2 separate regions of the Hordeum vulgare genome follow, and region 1 is linked to region 2. The links are chromatin contacts, called in public Hi-C maps. All regions are on one chromosome and are shown on one strand. The core of a region is the stretch at or near the end of the contact, and the rest is flanking DNA. Distances in the headings are between cores, read along the strand shown.

Region 1 (4,584 bases), core at 938-3,437, 180 kb before region 2:
GTAACAAAGTTTGATGTGAATCCCATTTTGGTCATTTGAATGCCTCATTCAAAAAGTCAATATAATCAAGAGGTAATGACACACAACTCTGGACTTCAGTTGACCAGAACAAACACGAGAATTACATCATCTAAGCATGTCCCCATTATCCATTAAAGGGCCGCTGATAGCCGGTGAAGCGCTGAAGTTGCTCCCAGCTTCGCTGAACATCAAAAAGTTGTGCCCGAATGGCAGCGGCCGATCTGGTATCTCTGGTATGTCCATGTCCCCCTCAAGCATCTTCACCGCCTCGGTGATGGTCGGTCGGAGCGCAACCATCACATGAGCGCACAGGATTCCAACAAGAACAAACCTTTCGATGGCCTCACCTCTTGGGCTCTCGCACGTCGACAATGCATCGTCGAGCACCTCCCTTGACTGGCCAGCCTTGATGAGTGTCCATGCCCAGTCGGTGATCAGCACTGGCCCTGTCGAAGCCGTCATGTCAAGCACATGCCGTCCACTCAATATCTCAAGCACCAGAACACCGAAGCTATAGACGTCGCTCTTCTCTGTCAACTGTCCATAGAGCGCGTACTCCGGCGCCAGGTAGCCATGTGTGCCGGCAACACGCGTCGTGAGGTGAGACTGCCCCTCTCGGCTCCTCCTGGCTAGCCCGAAATCCGCCACGCGTGCACGCATCTCATTGTCGAGCAATATGTTTGTCGCCTTGATGTCCCTGTGATAGATGGCAGGCTTGACACCATAATGCAGATATTCCAGCCCCTTTGCCACATCCATTATTATGGTCCGACGTTGTGTCCATGTCAATGCCGCCCGCTTGCTGCCTCCTACTCTGTCCTGGAAGATGAACTCCTCGAGCGATCCATTTGGCATGAAGTCATACACGAGGAACATCTGCTTCCCTTCCTCTATGTCGTCATCTACAATGCAGCAGCCACGCAGCGGCACCAGGTTCCGGTGCCGGAGGTGGCTGATGATCTCAACCTCGTTGGTGAACTCCTCGTCACCGCCGTCCATTTCTGGGTTGAGCATCTTCTTGACGGCAACCACAGACCCATCGGCGAGCACCCCACGGTAGACGACTCCAAACCCACCGCGGCCAATGAGGTTTCGATCCGCGAAGTTGTCCGTGCCCTTGGACAACTCGGCAATGTTGAAGAGTATTGACCCGGTGTTGGGCCTTAGGTGCGGACGCCGGCCCTCTGACCCCTCCTCAGGGATCGTGTGGTTCCTCTTCTTGTTCTTGGCGTGCCTTGTCTTTCTCCAGACAAAGAATGCAAGGACTGACAGGACGAGGATGAAGGCGATCGGGATGGTGGTGGCGTAGATGGCTGCGTTATTGGACTTGGAGTGGTGGGAGGGAGGGGTGGATAGGCCGAGGCCGAGGATGCAATGAGCGGCGGTGGGGGAGATGGGTCCCTCACCGCTGGAGATGCCGGCGGCGTACATGACGGTGAGGTAGAAGCAGTTCCGCGGTGAGTCGGCCGTGGCGTTGGCGCTGGCGGCGATGAGGGGGGAGGTGGCGACGATGCCGGCGGACTGGCAGCGATCGCAGATCGGCAAGGACGAGAGGTCGGTGCCGCAGGCGGCGTCCAGGCCCGCGACGGAGGCGTTCCCGACGACGGCCCTGTACTCGGCGGCGGTGGTGACGCCGGCGCAGAAGGACGGGGAAGCGGTGAACTCATCTGGCGACGGGAAGCAAGACTGCACGAGCGAGGCGCCCGGGAGGGAGGCCGGCGCCGCGGCGACCGCCTCCGCGAAGTCGGCGAGGCAGGCGGCGGAGGCCCCCGCGGACGGGACGCGGAACTGGCCTGTGGCGCGGAGCCGGCCGGCGAGGCCGATGCCTAACACGGAGAGCAGCGTCTGGCAGCAGGCCGTCATGTTGGGCGCGGCCCCCGCGCACGGGGTGGGGTCCCACGGGAACGTGGGCACGTAGCTCAGGTCCAGCGGGCACGTCCCGTTGCCGCCGCCCGCCGCGGCCGCGCCGTCCGGCGAGCCGGCGAGCAGCAGCGCCAGGAGAAGCGGGAGGATCCGGAGGAGCCTCGGCGTCGGCATTTCGGCGAGCAGGTGGTGGTCGTGGAGGGTGGGGCGAGCGGTGGAACAGGGGTCGGCTTCAGCTTACGCTGGGAAGACAAAAACAAATACTCCGTAGCGGGCAGGAGGGAGGGAGAGAGAGTGGTTGGAGTAAAATGGGGCGGCTGAGCCAAGCCTTGCGTGTACGGAAATATTTATAGTTTTGTGCCAGGATAATGGGTGCAGAGTATGACGATGGGGCCTGCGGGGTCGGGTGCGTCGGACTGATGGAGACGTGGGAGGGGCTGGCTGGTTCCACCGGAAGGTGGCCGGAAGCCAAGAGGAGGTGGTAGCTGTGACTTTGCCGTTTTGTTTGACGTGGCGTTATTGGACGCTCTTATAGGACTTTTTTAAGTACGGCAAACGCTTTGTATCCACAAGACTCAAGCATCAGACCACTTAAACGTGGTCTATCAATTTCAAATCCTACGCTCAAAACTAGTCCTTTTTTGTAATTAAGGAAGTTATAAAAAGATCATCCCATAACGTCCGTGCAGGATCTTCTGCCTTGATCCAGTTTCCTTTCTGGAGCTCATGCTCCACCCCAAACGCGGCACATCTCTCTAGCCTTGCCAGATCCCTTTTCCGTACGGCGCCGCCCCTGATCCTCCTTCTCCCCTCTTCATCAAGCAGCAGAGCGAGCTCCTTCTTTTCTCCTCGTCGTCGAGCAGACCGGCAACCCCATCCTCTACTCCACCATGTGTGCGGTGTGCCCCGACCGAGATCGATGGTGCGCCATCCTGGCATTAGGGGGTTCAGGCCCCCATCTGAATGGCGATTCCTGGATCCCCATCCTGGCAATTTTTTGTTTCCAGCCACTCTTGATATTAGCTTATTATTTATTTCTTATATTTTTCCTATACATATATTTTCCCACCCGATTAAGGCGCATCTTTATTTTCAACAGAATGCTACTTGTGTTGAGTGTGCTAGACCGGAGATCACTTCTTATCGGAGGCTACCTTGTTGAAGAACTCGTGACGTGTGAGGAGCTCTTATATGATCAGTTAATTGAAAATGTACATCGAAGCTGCCTATGCATAAGTGAAATTAGTGTTGTTGTAGAGAAAATTGTATGTTGTTTGTATCAGATGAATTTGAGGTGATGTCTATCCTTGTTCTGTGTTTCAGACAATTCCTTTGATGAAACAAATGTTTCTATCAAATGTGAATATTTTTTGGTACAATAAATAAAATTTCTAAAGCAACCAAAAAGATGCTTTTGTATCATAGAAATAAGGCTTCGATGATACAAAATAAAAAAGTTTTCTATCACATGATTGTATAATATGTTTGCATCGCATGAAAGGGTGCTTCCACCATTAGAAGTAACGCTTCTACGATTGAATAATATGTTTACAACGTGAAAGTATGCTTCCATTGACAAAAAAATGCTTCCTTGCAAACTTCTGGTGAAAAAATGCATTTCGGAAAAAATGAGTTTTTTTGGAAGCACATCGCAATCTAAAAAAAGATATTCCCTTGCACAAAACACATCTGCAAAACTAAAAATATATTTGTTCGTTTGAAGCAAACCAGAAATAGTTAGGAAGCTAATTACATGCGATTAATGCAAAAGTCTTGTAATTAATGGGAAACATCCATAATTAGCGCTAATCATATCCTCTCGTGGAAGTCCTGAGAGGCAAATCGGACGTCCCCGCTTCCTTCGATCCTACGGTGGACAGATGGGCTGACGGATGCATTCCATCTATAGTCTGATGCCTAGCGTCCCCCCTTTAAGTACGAAAACTAAGGAGTTTAGAGCAGCGACCCAATTTATTCGTTTGGATCATTTGGATATAAAATTTAACCCAACGAGACGACCCAAACGGATGCGCATGTTCGTATGTTGTCCATTTATTGTCAGCACTCACCTAAACTTGGTTCAAATATGAGCACAAATGGGTACGAAAGCGGACAGAAGCAAACGCTTACGTCGGTCGTTGTCGTCCGCTCATGTCTGCCCTGGTCCCACGTCTTAGTGACTGCACACGAGTTGGACAATGACCTCCACAATCACCGCAACGAGGAGCGAGGCCATCGGCGAGGTCGTTGCAACGCTTACCGGCGAGGCCACCCGCGCAGGCCGCCACCTCCCGCGTCGGAGCAACCGTCGTTGGCGCTGGAGCTCATGGGGAGCTGGAGCCCGCGGTGGAGCGAGCCCCCTACTTCGGCACCGACAAGATCCGGTGACGGGGCGAGGGGGCGGAGGGGCAGCGCGAAGGGGATCAGAGGGCGTGAGGAGGTGCCCAGCCTACGAGGAGGAGCAGAGGGGCGACGTGACGGGAAGCAGAGCGGTAGCACAAGGAGGTGCCTAGTTGGCGATGAGGAGTGGAGGGGCGATGCGGGGGGAGGAGAGGGACGACACGAGGAGGTGCCCGCCGACGACGAGGAGTGAATGGGTGACACAACGAGGAGCTAAGGGGCGACATGACGGGGAGCGGAGGGGCGACACGAGGAGGTGACCGCCAGCGAGGAAGAGCGGAGGGGCGACGCGGCGAGGAG
Region 2 (4,948 bases), core at 1,170-3,669:
GTTGTAGAGGAGAACAAAAATGATTATACGGTAATAGGTAGACAATGACATAAATACATGTACAAAAAAGCCAGAATATCTGAACACATAAAAGTACAGTGCAGCTTAACTGGTAGAAATAAATACATAATAAAGTGGACAGAAATTGTAATGACCAGCAATAATCTTACAATCTACAAACTGACTCCATAAAACACAATCAGGCAACTTCAATACACTGGTTACAGCACCTATGTTAAGGTATTTCCCATGTGAGAATTCATGCAGCAAGTTGAACCATGTCGTTTTTGCAAATACCACTAGAGAATGTAAGAGAACTGAATGAATTGAAAAAAAAAACTTAAAACAAATCACATACTCAAATTCAGGTAGATTTCTATACTTGTGGACAGAGATATGATGCTATCGCAGTAACAGAGTTTTTTATTTGATTTTAATGTACTCCCTCCGGTCCTTTTTACTCCGCGTATTAGATTTGTGTCAAGTCTGACAAAATTTATATTAATAAATATCAACATCTACAATATGAAATGTATACACTATGAAACTAAATTTCATAATGAATCTAACATTATTGATTTGGCATTTTGAATGTTGATAATTTTTTCTATAAATTTGGTCAAAGTAGAGATACTTTGACTGCGGACAAAACTTATATGCAGTATAAAGCATTGACGGAGATGTAAACTTAGACACCACCCTAAGCTGTGCATGTGCAGAGCCATAAGTGAGGCACTCAGGAGAGGAGAGTACTCCATCCAGGACTGTAGATTTCTGCTAAAACTCAGAGGGCAAAGGTGCACACCAATCACAGCAAAGGACGAGTTTGGACAGGAAGTGGACATAGAAAACAAAAGGCAGGAAATGCTAGGCATAAAGAGAGCTAAATTGGCCCTAAATTGCATATACTGGATTTTGTTCTACTCTATCATCCACATAAATTGAAAAGGAAGGAAATGAGGCACATATAGTTGTAAAACAGCCGCAGATAAAGGATAGATCAGCTGCAGCCTGCAATTGAAAGAAGCTCATCCCCATGACCTCATTGAGATGTTGAGAATTGCAGATGAAGATCACTAATCACCAGCCCCCCTCCCTGAATCATTTTCCTAATTACAGCAGCGACTTGTGCAATAGTGGCTATCTCATCATTGTCTGTACACCTAACAGGATACAGCTGGTTTATCAAGACACAGGAATACTGGTCCAAACCATGAGTCTAGAGCTACCGAAATAGCAGCCACTTGTGGAGTTCAGAATATAATATCTAATGCAACTCTAATTGCTATTTGGGTAGAGAAAAGTGGAAATGCGGTATGTCAGGGATAAATAACAATTAGAATAGCAGGCACAGGGCGTTTCTAGAGAAGTTTAGAATCACATAAGCATGCATCTGCACATTATTATCAGCAATAGTCACATATACTTGACCAATATCAACCAGAGCAAACTACTAACTGCGTCAGTATTGTTCTCTAGCCCATGGAGAGTACAACATCAGCACAATCAACATTGTAGTATGTAGCAACAAGGAAGCGCAAGCCAGCACTCTTCTAGCCTATGAGATAGACATACTGGCGGAATTCGATTCGATTTAGCCCGAATTGCAGAGCATCAATTACATCATCTATCTCCGAGCTACCTCAAGCATGGGAAGAATCCAGCCCCCAATTCCACACCAGATGGCAGATGCTATGGCATACACCAGGAAACGAAGCCCTCCCTAGAAGCTAAACACGAATCGTCGAATCCAATCATAAATCACACCGCACATCGAAACGCACCCACCGCGAACGACACATCCTGTCATCACGAATTAAAGGCAGGACAGCGTAACCCTAGCTGCGCGAGGACGACAGAGATAGGGAATTGCCGAAAGAGATAAGGTTGCGATGCAGACGTACCCATGAGGCGGTGGCGGGGGTTGTCGAGCGCCTCCACGAGGAACGGGTCGACGTGGGAGGCTACCCTGTCGTCCACCTCCGTCGCCTCCCTCGGCCGTCCCTCGTCGGCGGGAGGCGAGGACGGCGTCGGCGGCGGGGCGGTGGCGGCGGCGGAGGAGGAGGAGCTCATCGTGCGCGGCGAGGGGAGGGGTGGTAGGGGTAGGCGGAGAGAGGGGAGCTGCGGCCGGGTACGGCGACTCGCCTGCCTCTCCCTTCCCCTCCCGCTTCCCGATCCCGAAGTGGCTGCGCTGCGGAGAAGGCGAAGCGGAGCCCGAGAGGAGGAGAGAAGCGGGTTCCCGACGCGACCACGGCTCCGGATTTTTCTAAACGCCGCGTGGGTCCCGTCTCATTCCGCGGCTGGATGCCTGGATGGGGTCGGATTGTGGTCGAGGAAGCTTGATTTCGACCGTTCGTGCAGGAGCTGCCACACGGTGCGCCGTCCAATCCTACAAACCAACGGACTCTCAAGATTCGTCAACTGTTAAAAAAAATGTACAGGGTAGCTTATTCGAATTTCAGGTCAGTCCATTTTGAAAATAAGTAAAAGTAGTCCCGAAGATGAAGAAGGAGGTTGTCGATGTCGGGGAAGAAAATCCTCACTATCTATCTTAGGATGACGAATGGGTGCAAGTTCGTTGAAGAAGCACCCCCACTTTCGGGCCCTTGGAATCGGGGGTGTCCAGGCCCGTCGGCCTGCGGCCCCAGCGCAACGCACTGCACATGCCCGATTCAGCCTGGCGGCGGGCCCAGCAAGCAAGATCAAGCGCCGGAGGATCATTGTCGAGGACCGCACGAGGCTGCTCGTTATAAGGGCGCGTCCCGAGGCCCTCGCGGAGCGGGCTCGTCAAGGGCGACCAGGCACGGTCTCGTGACCATGCATCTTCACGTGGGTGACGCAGGCTGTGCACGCAGCGCAGGAGCGGTGCTAGCGGGCACGGAGAGAGAGGCTTTCCACTTTCGTGCTAAGCTAGCGGGGCCAGCTGACGGACTCCCAAAGCAACCCCCAAAAGCTTCTCATTTGGTGCAAGAGGACCAAGGCTTTGGGCTCGGCAAGACGGAGGTCACCCCCGAGCGCACCAACGCATCATGGCGAAGAGCTTTAGCACGCGAAGACCATCTTTATCAGGGCAAGCTGCAGCTTGACCCCTTTCAAAATGGTCGTTGTGGCAACCCTTTTTGCCTAGTGTGTGTTTTGCGGGGGAAGAGGACCAAGGCGAGTATAGAAGAGAGGCACAGCCTCTGTAGAAAGGATCCATCATCTCCTTTAGGGCAACAACCCACCTTGTACACTCTCTCTCTCTCTCCCACAAGCAATCCACACAAGCAGGAGTAGGTTTTTACACCGCAAGGTGGCCTGAACCTAGGTAAATTGCGCGTGTATTCTTGTTCATCTGGCTTAGCTCGAGCCATCGGAGAGTCATCGTGAAGTTGAGAGGCAGAACAAAGCAAGAGAGCGAGCGCACCCTAGTGCTCGAACCTTTCTGGGTCTGCGGAGCCCCGATTCTGACATTTGGCACGCCAGGTAGGGGTGCGCAGCCGTACTCCAGCTTCAGTTTCATCTCCAGCTTCACCGACCCCATGGCCAACGCTTGCCGCGCGCGCCCCGAGCGCTCGGTGACGGACGGCCGTCATCGACCCACCAGCGTAGCGGCCACCACCATCGTCGTCTGCGCCGCCCAGGAGCAACAGGGCTCCCCGCGCCCCCCGGTGCAGCAAGGCGGCCGCCTCGCTGCGTCCCCCACAGCTTATTCCTTGGCCAGTGTCCATATAGGAGACTTGAACGCGTAGGACGTGTTGCTCATAGCGAGCAAACTGCTCCGCCACCGCCCGACGGACGGAGGCTACGACGCCTGGGCAGACCACATCGTCGAGCTTGTCACCATCGTGAGGAGGGCCCTGGCGCCCTACGTCCCCCGGCGCCAAAAGCGGGGGGCTCGACCAGCGAGCCGCCTCCGCCGCTGCACGGCGACTCGCTCAGCCCACAGCCCGAGGGGCCCGCGCGGGGTCCACCTCGCGTCGTACTCCTGCTCCTTTGGGTCCCGGTGACTGGCTTTGGGCCGCCGTCGAGCCCCTGCGGCGGCGTGCCCGAAAGACTCGGCGGACGTTTTCTGCTCACCACAACGAGTGCACTCACAACATGGAGGACCGCGGGGCAATCAGGTCTTCCCGCAGTGAGCGCGCCATCCAGCGCCAGAATTGCGTCGCCCGCGCCGCCGGGTGGGAAGGTGACTACGGCAGCGACTGAGGGGATGACCTCAGGAACCACCCTCACTAGGGCCGGCGCGACCAACCTTGCAGTGACAGCGGAAGCAGTCTGCCTCAAGAAGACGCTCGACGCGGGTGGCCACGTGCCACGCATCCTGCCACCACGGTCACGGGCCCCAGGGGGAAGGGTATCGCAGTAGACGCTAGTATCACGGGCCTCACGCCCCAAACCAGCGCCCTCCTCCCTTCGGCATAGGAGTCCGCGTCGGGCGCCCTCGTCAGGCCGGGCTCCCGCCTGGAGCCGCCTGGCTTGGTCGATGTGACAAAGGGGTGCCCGGGGACCTCGTGGAGGCGCGCCCTCGCGCGCGCCCCCACGAGCCGAGAATGTAGCGCCAAGCGCCAAGGGCACAGGGCTTCGCCGCTCAAGAGATCAGCAAGATGCAAGAGGTGTGGGCCATGCATGCCTCGCGAAGCGTCGGGCCCCTCTGGCCCATGAAGCCTCACGAGCCAGAGTGTTTTATGATCATTTTATAGCAACTTTACATCATTTTTTGGGACTAACCTATTGACACAGTGCCTAGTGCCACTTGCTATTTTTTCCTTCGCACAAAATCAATATTAGATGAAGTCCAAATGCCACGAAACTTTACGGAAAATTTTTTAGACCAGAAGGATACTTGGGAGCCAAGAAGGAGCAGCATAGGAGGCCCAAGCGGCCCAGTAGACACCAGGGCGCGCCCACGGCCCCTAGCGCGTCCTGGTGTCTAGTGGGGTCATCGGACGCCTCCTCCACCGCCTAT

The links. Hi-C and Micro-C count contacts between places; a contact is called where the count stands out from the background.
Region 1: a Hi-C map of seedling shows a contact between it and region 2, with 4 times the contacts expected there. The contact joins the promoter of LOC123442561 here to the promoter of LOC123442546 in region 2. A contact is called at or near these places in 2 of 6 Hi-C or Micro-C datasets (leaf and seedling).

The regions. Positions count from the first base shown.
Region 1 is chr1H:427,162,750-427,167,333 of MorexV3_pseudomolecules_assembly, reverse strand. LOC123442561 (probable receptor-like protein kinase At1g11050) reads right to left here and starts at 2,187. Exons shown (of 1, transcript XM_045118643.1): 1 at 26-2,187. The coding sequence starts at 2,058. The coding sequence ends at 127.
Region 2 is chr1H:426,978,021-426,982,968 of MorexV3_pseudomolecules_assembly, reverse strand. It overlaps LOC123442546, which reads right to left and starts at 2,419. Exons shown (of 4, transcript XM_045118620.1): 1 at 1,905-2,419. The coding sequence starts at 2,073.